2 separate regions of the Rattus norvegicus genome follow, and region 1 is linked to region 2. A link is a contact called in public Hi-C data. All regions are on one chromosome and are shown on one strand. Each heading gives the region's core, a stretch centred on a gene start, on an enhancer-like site or on the middle of the called end of the contact. The rest is flanking DNA. Distances are from core to core; before and after follow the strand shown.

Region 1 (4,285 bases), core at 569-3,068, 140 kb before region 2:
TCATCCAATGGGACTTTTCATACATTGCATGTCTGTTACTGACTCCAAGGCCAGAATGAACTAGACTCACTTACTCCCTCCCTCTATGCTGCAGGCAAGAAAACTGAGGTCAAGATAGCAGGGGTCAGTGGATAAGCTGAGACTTAAACCCAGGTCTCCCAGGCCTGCCATCTTCTCCCTGTGCCCATATTTCCCCAGTCAAACTCTAGAGGGCCTTCCCCATCCTCAGGACTGTCTGTGAGTGGTTCTTCCTAGGGTTCTATTTATACTGCTCCTCCCCTCCCTAGGCTGGCTTTGAACTCCCTATGCAGCTAACAATGACCCTGAACTTCTGATATTCCTGCTTCTACCTCCCGAGCGCTGGGACTACAGGCATGCACCATCATGCAGTTTTATGTGGTGTGGAGGATTGGACCCAGGGTTTCATATATGCTACACAAGCCCTTTACCAACTGAGCTGCATCCCTAACCTCCCAATGCCAGGGACTCCCAACTTCCAGGGACCTCACATGACCAAGCACCATACGCCAAAATCAGTTGAGCGTCCTCTCTGTCGTCCTGGGACTGTGGGGAAACAGGCTCCAGTTATCCTCCTGTCAAGCCTTCCTGACTGCCAGACTTTTGTTGTGGTTCCCTGGGAAGGGACTGGGAGCTCCAAGGTCAGGGTCTTCACCAAGGTAAGGGATATTGGATCTTAGAGTAGGGTCAGAGTTTCAACTTTAAGATTTCTTCTCAGCCTGGAGAGATGACTCTCAGCTGTTAAAAGCACTGATTGCTCTTCCACAGGTCCCGAGTTCAATTCCCAGTAACCACGTGGTGGCTCAGAACCATCTATAATGGGATCTGATGCCCTCTTCTGGTGTGTCTGAAGACAGCGACAGCGTACCCATAAAATGAATAAATAATTAAAAATAGTTCTTCCAAGTGACAGTATGCAGGAGGGTGGTAGATGGACGCCACCATTGTCAAATACCAGTGTTTTTCAGGAGGCAAAAGCAATTCCTCGTGTGTGACAAAATAGCAATCCTACTCCAGTTGGTCACTTGAACCCAGAATCTGGGGGCAGGGGAGATGGCTCAGTGGTTAAGAGCACTGACTGCTCTTCCAGAGGTCCTGAGTTCAATTCCCAGCAACCACATGGTGGCTCACAATCATCTATAATGGGATCCATGCCCTCTTTTAGTGTGTCTGAAGAGACTGACAGTGCACTCACATAAAATGAATAAATAAATCTTAAAAAAAGAAAAGAAATTCTGGAAACTCTCCCATTCAAAGATACATAGAATCAGAACCTAACTAACCTAACTAAGGTGGAAGTTGTGCTTTTGAAGCAGCACACCTTAGACAAGCTCTGTGACCTCTCTATACCTCAGTTTTCTTATCTGTGAAATGGGATAGCAATGAAAATTTCCCCATGAAGTTGAAAGGGGTTACTTTTAACAAGGCTGTCAGGACAGTGCTAGGAACACAGTAGGTGTTAACTGTTTCCATACACACAGCACACATCGATGCCTTCACGAGTACACGCCAAATGCTCCTCTGGTGGTTGGTTAGATCAAGGCTTGACCCTCTCCATCCTGGGGAGTTGACCAGTCAGTCTTGCCATGAAAGTACTTAAGATAGTGCCCTCTGCTCTCCTGGCAGCCTCAGAAGGAACCTCCCAGTCCTCCACCATGGGTCCTCATCTCAGAAAGGTACCTTCAGGTTCACGGTCACCCAAGACTCTGCTTCTGCACCGAAAGTCAGGTCCTCTCTGTCTCGTGTTGTAGTGGACACTGCCGGCCCGATCAGGAGAAACAGGGCAAGGAGAGGCAGCATAGTGAGCAAGTGCTGCTTTGTTCAGGAAATCCACTCAACCTGATGCCACCTCTTCCAGTGGGCTCAGATCCCCACTGGGCCACTCGAATGTCCTTGCTCTCCAGGCCTTCCAGCTTCTCTGCCTCCTTCCTGTGGCTTGCCCCACCTTTGCACTGCTTCATGTAACAGCCTCCTTGGCTGATTGAGCCAATGACATCAGGAGCCTAGACCTCTCCATAGCCACCCCAACATTTGATCCCAAGGCTTACTTACCACTGATGCAATGCCAGCCGTACCTTTGGCTGAGTTCCTTCCTGTGACAGGTGCACAATGGCACCGGATGTGGGACCTGGAGATTAGAGCTTGCCAGGGACAACCCCCAGGGGACTATCTTGCTGGAAATGGGAAGAGAGCTGTATGGTGCTTCCTTCCAGGGCTCTCGAGGTTGGCCAGTCTGTCACTGCTGATTGACCACTCCCAGCCCATCTCTACTGATCTGCAGTGATATTCCACTGTTTCCACAGCCTTCTAACACAGAACCACACTTGCCCCCTCTGCGTGCTTCCGTATTGCTCTCCTACAAACTCCAAGCTCATTCTCTGTCTGTTTAGCTCCTCCCTCTGCCTGGCCATCCATTCATCCTGTCACCTGTCAGTCTAGAACAAAGGCCCTGCTGTCAGAGATCAGGGATCCACTTGTAGCATCATCTGTAGCATCATCATTGAGGAGCTATGTGACCCTCTGGCTATTACCTAACCCTCTTAACCTTAGAACCCTCCTGGGTAACACAAGGCTGATAATGACATTCTGCAAAGGCCGAGAGTGAAATACGATGTACGGCATTCAGCACAGTGTAGAGTGTGGGATGGTATATATTTAACAGCCATTAACTAACTAAAAAAAGCTAACGTTAGCTTTTTTCTTGAGATAAGAGTTTCTCTGTGTAGCCATGGCTGTCGAGGAACTTGCTTTGTAGACCAGGCTAGCCTCGAACTCACAGAGATTTACCTGTCTCCTAAGTGCTAACATTAAAGGCTAGCGTCACCATGCCTGTCTGGCTAACTACTGTTATTATTACTATTATAGGGAATGAATGGGAAGACGAAGAAAACACTATGCCTGTCCTCAACACCAGAAATCTGTGGTGTGTCGCAATGAAAATTGTTTCAGAATACCAGTACGTACTAAAATGCAGTCCCTGGTTCTGGGCCACCACAGGCTGTCAGCCTGTCTTTTATTTAATTCTCTCATGGTCAAGACGCCAGTGTCTCCCTCCAACCTCTTGCTTTGGGCTTTCCATCGTCTTCCTTAACACATCCTTCCTCACAGGTATCTGCTTTTGCTCTCTTCATTTTACAGATGTGCAGACAGGTCAGGCTTGCTCTAAAGGATTATCCTAGACTCTAGTGCCATTAGGGCTCGCAGGCTGGCCTGACATGGGAGGTGGCCTTCCCACTGTAGGCACAGACAGACTGACTTTAGTCTGTGAGGAGTTTCTGAGCCTCAGTTTCTCTGTCTGCAAACCTCCTAGGGTTGTGGCAAGTAGTTCATGAATGACCTAGCTAAAGCGCTCACAGGCACAGAGGACGCCTGGGCCTCGGCATTGGTCTTAAGGTTCTCCACCTCGCCAGTGAAGGAACCACCGTACATGGGTGAATATGTGGTGGGCGCACTGTGAGGACACTGGGCAGATGAGAGGGTGTAGGGCTAGAAGAGAGAGAAAACCCCAAAGGTCCGGAAGGCTGAGAGGGAGGCAGGGCACCAGCAGCAAACCGCGGCTATTTGCAGCGTCGCCTTCGGTTTGCGGTCAGGCTGAAGCTGGAAGGCCCGGTGACCGGGGATCGCAGCCCCGCCCGGTGCCCTCGGCCACCCGGGTGAAGCCCTGGCCCGTGAGTTCCCTTCTGCAATGTTGAGGCTTGGGAAGCGGGTGGGCTGGGACGCCTAAGCCAGATGACAAGGCCACCGGTCCTGGGTAGGGTAAGGTTCTGGGAGGAAACGCAGGGTGGGCGGGGCCCTAGCTGGTTCCGGTTCGGGTCGGACCCTGGGGTGGGCGGGGCCCCAACAGGATGGGACTCCAGTACTAGCCCCCCAGTTCAGCACGACCGGGAGAGCAGCGCCCTCCAGCGGCCGAGCTGGGCAGTGCCCCGCAACCGGCCGAGCCCGGCAGCGCCCCCTATCGGCTAAGTTCGGCAACAGCCCTCGCCGACTGATGAAGGCAGGTTGAGATCCGGAACAACCGCGCGTGGGCGGCCCGCGTCCGGGGCGGCGCTCTGGCCGCGGGGCGGGTCGCGGCAGCGGTGAGGCTCCCTGGGCGCCGGGTGGGCGCGAAGGATTGCTAAAGGCTGCGGTTTGGCCAGGATTGCGGAGCCAAGAAGAAAAAGATACAAGCAGGCAGGGATGAAAAAAGAAAATGCCGAGGGAGAAAAGGGAAACACTAGATGCCGCGGGCGAGCTGCGGGCAGGAAGCCGACGCTTCCGAGCACCCACT
Region 2 (3,883 bases), core at 385-2,884:
GATCGTTCGCGGCTTTCGGACCTTCTTGGGCTTGCCGTTCACCATGCGTACCTCGGCTTCCGGCTCCTCTTTCACCGACACTGTAAGGGGAAAACACCAGTTTAGTCTCAGCCTGCGACCCCCGTGTTTTCCATGAGTTCCCACCGAGGCCGCACCCTCCGGCCCACTGATCTCCCCGAGACTTCTTGGAGGAGCGTTGTGCCGCCCGCGCCCAGGGAGGGAACCGCAGCGACCCAGCCGGACCGGCGGCCGCCCACGACGCGGCGCTCCCAGCTCGGCACCCGGGGCCCCCGAAGCGCCGGCCCCGGCGCCAGCAACCGACTGGGCGAGGACCGCGCAGCTCGCTCCAGACGCCTTCCCGGCTCAGCCACTCTTCTTTAGTGACCCACCTAACCGCGGTGGCGTCTCCCACTCCTGGTCCCCACTCCCCATCCCCTTTTAATAAACTTCCTAGTTCAGGTTAATTTGTTTCAAGGGCAGTACCATTGTTTTCTCAGTCTCTTTCCTTTCTCTCTGTTTTCTTTTCCTTCCCTCTCCTTCCTTTCCTCCGTTCTCTTCTTTTTCTTACTTCCCTCTCTCCCTTTTCCTTTCCTCTGTTGCTTTCTGCTGTGCTTTTTCTCATCCCACCCCATTTCTTTCTCACTGTCCCCACTTCTCTCTCCACATCTCTACTTCTCAGTCTTTCCTTCCTCCACTTCTGGGACTTCTTTGGGTCTTTCTCCACGTGCCTTTCACTACTACGGGTTTCCCGGGACGGGCGTCCAGAAGAAGGGCCCTGGAACCTCCAGCCCTCGCTGCCCCCGCTCAAGCCCTTGGCGACCCTCTTGGGTTACCGGCTCTAATGCCAGAGGGATCGCGACACTGAAGGTTCCCTTGATCAACCAGAGAGCACTCCCGATGGCCCCGGCTGCCCCGGAATCTCCAGGAGACCGCAGCGCACAGTTCGAGTCTCTTCCGAGTGTGGTTCGCCCCTCTGGAAGTCATCTAACCGGGTCTCCTCTAATCTTCAACTCTTCCATTTCTTAACCTTGAGGTGCCCTAGGTTTCAGCATCCATTGCCAGACATCCTCTCGCTTGGGAACCTTATAATCCCTCGCACCCTCTCCACAACCCGGTTTCCTCACCTGGGTCCTGGGCAGGCAAAGGCTGCTCCCGGTACGCTCCATACTGTCGGTAGGATCCCCCGTAGGTATATTCCGACTTGGGCGAGTAAGCGCCGGTGCCTGCGAGCCCATTGAGATTGAACTGGTGGTGGTAGGTATAGGGGTTCACCGTCTGGCCGTAGGGCTGGCCCGAGTAGTAGTCATGTTGGGGAGCGCTGTAATAGCCCAGGTCAGTGACCGAAGACTCGGGCAGGGTGGGCGAGTCCTTGGAGCCCGCATGGCAGCTAAGCGAGCTGGAGATGTCGGTGAGGATGCTGCTGAGCTTGCGATCGAAGGAGCCGCTCATGCTGGCGAGCGCCGCAACACCCCCGGGCTTCCTCCGAGGAGCGCCGAACGGACGGAGGAGCCCAGGTGGGGTGTGTGTCCAGAGGGCGAGGGCAGGACGCGGTCGCGTCGGGGGTGGGGGTGGCCAAGGGGCGCCTAGACCATCGCCGGTCGTCGGTCAGTAGCTGCGTGCCTCTCTCAGCGTCCCAAGCCACAGTCAAATGCTGCCAGCTCCGCCCGGCCAGCCGGTTATAGACTCAATGTTGGAGTCTCCGAGGGAGGCTCCTGAGCGCTGATTGGCTGTAAGTCTTGCCTTCGAGGCAAAACATGCTCGCGCTTTCTCACTGGCTCCCCCAACCCTCTCAACCCTCTTTGTTGTTACCCCTAATGCACACACACACACACACACACACACACACACACACACACACACACACACACACACACACCACCGCCAGCACCACTATGTTCCTCCTATGCTCCACCTCAGATAAATTTTCCGAGTGTGTGGAGTGGCTGGCTGTGCAGAGCCCCCAGGATCTACTAGTCTGTCTGTTTTAGTGGCCAGGGGTGGGCTTAGGTGAGATGAGGAAGGAGGGGAATTTATCCATTGGGTGTTTATGGAAGGAGGTGGTCCTTGGTGATGTCTGTGTGTTGTATGCAAATGACAAAGTGGCAAGGACCCAGGGTCCAGGAAAATAATTTCGATCGCCCTTAAAGTTCGAAGGGGGAAAAAAGAAAAAAAAAAAAAAAAAAAGAAGACGAAAAAAAGGAATGTCCATGTTTTAAAAATGTTGGACTATATTAATATATTATCTTCATGACACTGCAGGTATGAAATGTAAGTTTAAAAATTATGAAGGAGGTTGGGGATTTAGCTCAGTGGTAGAGCGCTTGCCTAGCAAGCACAAGGCCCTGGGTTCAGTCCCCAGCTCCGAAAAAAAGAAAAAAAAATTATGAAGGAAGAATCTGACCAAGCAGAAGCACCTTGGGCCTGCAAGTCATTCGTCGGGCGTGGGAGCATCCTACCGGAGTAAAGCTGTATGGATTTAGGGGCTGCTTTAGAAGACGGAGATACCCCCAATTGTATGTGTTCCCCAACTGTATGTGTGCCATTTCAGAGGGACCAGGTTAAATGGCAAGAGCCATGAGTTGTCCCCTATGAGGCTGGCTTTTTGAGGCAGGCTCCCCTCAGTATGGGACAGCACTTGAGAGCACAGACGTTGTTAGGGGTTAAAGATGTATGTTACATCTTCCACAAAATGCAGACGGTCCACAGTGTGCCCACAAGTGAGGTCCACAAGAGTGCCCGTGAGAAAGTGTGCAAGTGTGTGTGTGTGTGGGGGGGTGAGGCAGTGGAAGTGTAGGGTTGTGAACGACTGACCAGACAGCTATGTGTACCCAAATGTGCACAGATGGATGCTCAGACCCGTCTGTCTCCAACAGATAGGAGCCAGGTACTTCATTCAATGTCTTCTGTCCATGAACGCCCTGATGAAGAGGCTTCTCATCCTGGAGCGATCTTCAACCCTCCTGTCTGTCTGGCTCTCTAAGTCCAGTTCCCAGGTAATTATATTTGCTGTTCCGGATGCCAATCATATTTCTCTATAGCACCCCCGTTTCTACTCCCAAATCTATCCGTGGAGGAAGGAGCCTTCTCCCAATTTCAGTTCCTATTACCCCCTCCATCCTCAGGCCTTCCTTACACATCTCGAACTTTGTATCTCCTTGCTTTGCCTAGCCAGGACACACAGTGCCAGCGCGCCACCTCGTGGTTGTTCCAAGGTTCTGCAATCTGCCTTAAGGCTGTCTTAAGGAGCTAGCAGGCAGAGAGGAAAGGGGTCTCATTCGGCTTAGAGTGTTGAGGGGGCGCGGTGAGATGTTTCAACGTTAGATCCAGCCACAGGATGCTAAGCCCGAAAAAACTTGGGCTTGGCGAGCTAGCAGGACCTGGTCCGGGAGCAGGGACAGGAATAGGTGACCGCCTGGCCTGGGCCGCCCCGGGAGGCCGCCGCGTGGGAAAGGTGGGGGCGGGGGCGGGAGAGGGGAGCGCTATCTGTCTGTCTATCTGAGCGTCCCCCCAGCTCCTATCGCCCGCCGCTGCGAGCTCGTGGCGGGACGAGTTGCCACCCGCTCTGGATGCCCTCTGTTCTTTTGCCAAGAGGGCGCCCAAGGAGCCCGGGGCGTTGGGGGCAGGAAGGGCACTGGGCTGCCGGTTCCCCTCCCAGGATGCAAGCGGGGGCGGCGGGGAGGGCCTGTTTTGGAGCCCCCAGCTGCCCACAGGGAAGGGACAGCGTCGGGCAAACTGTCTCGAGAGTTCGTTCATTCATTCATCTGGAGTGACAGGTGATTCGGAGATGCCCCAGTCTCCCCTCACCCCATCTGGGCCTGGCCGAGAGTGCGCACAGGAGCCTTGGGGTGGTAGTGAGTTATTTTAGGGTAATTTCCAAGGTCTG

The links. Hi-C and Micro-C count contacts between places; a contact is called where the count stands out from the background.
Region 1: a contact with region 2 is called in a Hi-C map of kidney, with 5 times the contacts expected there. The contact joins the promoter of Tac4 here to the promoter of Dlx3 in region 2. A contact is called at or near these places in 11 of 12 Hi-C or Micro-C datasets (the Rat2 cell line, Schwann cells, frontal cortex and 6 more) and 1 of 1 datasets of contacts at active chromatin or transcription factors (oligodendrocytes).

What each region holds. Positions count from the first base shown.
Region 1 is chr10:80,702,173-80,706,457 of GRCr8, reverse strand. Tac4 (tachykinin precursor 4) reads right to left here and starts at 1,818. Exons shown (of 5, transcript NM_172328.2): 1 at 1,699-1,818. The coding sequence starts at 1,818.
Region 2 is chr10:80,559,086-80,562,968 of GRCr8, reverse strand. It overlaps Dlx3 (distal-less homeobox 3), which reads right to left and starts at 1,634. Exons shown (of 3, transcript NM_001105832.1): 1 at 1,125-1,634; 2 at 1-80. The coding sequence starts at 1,449.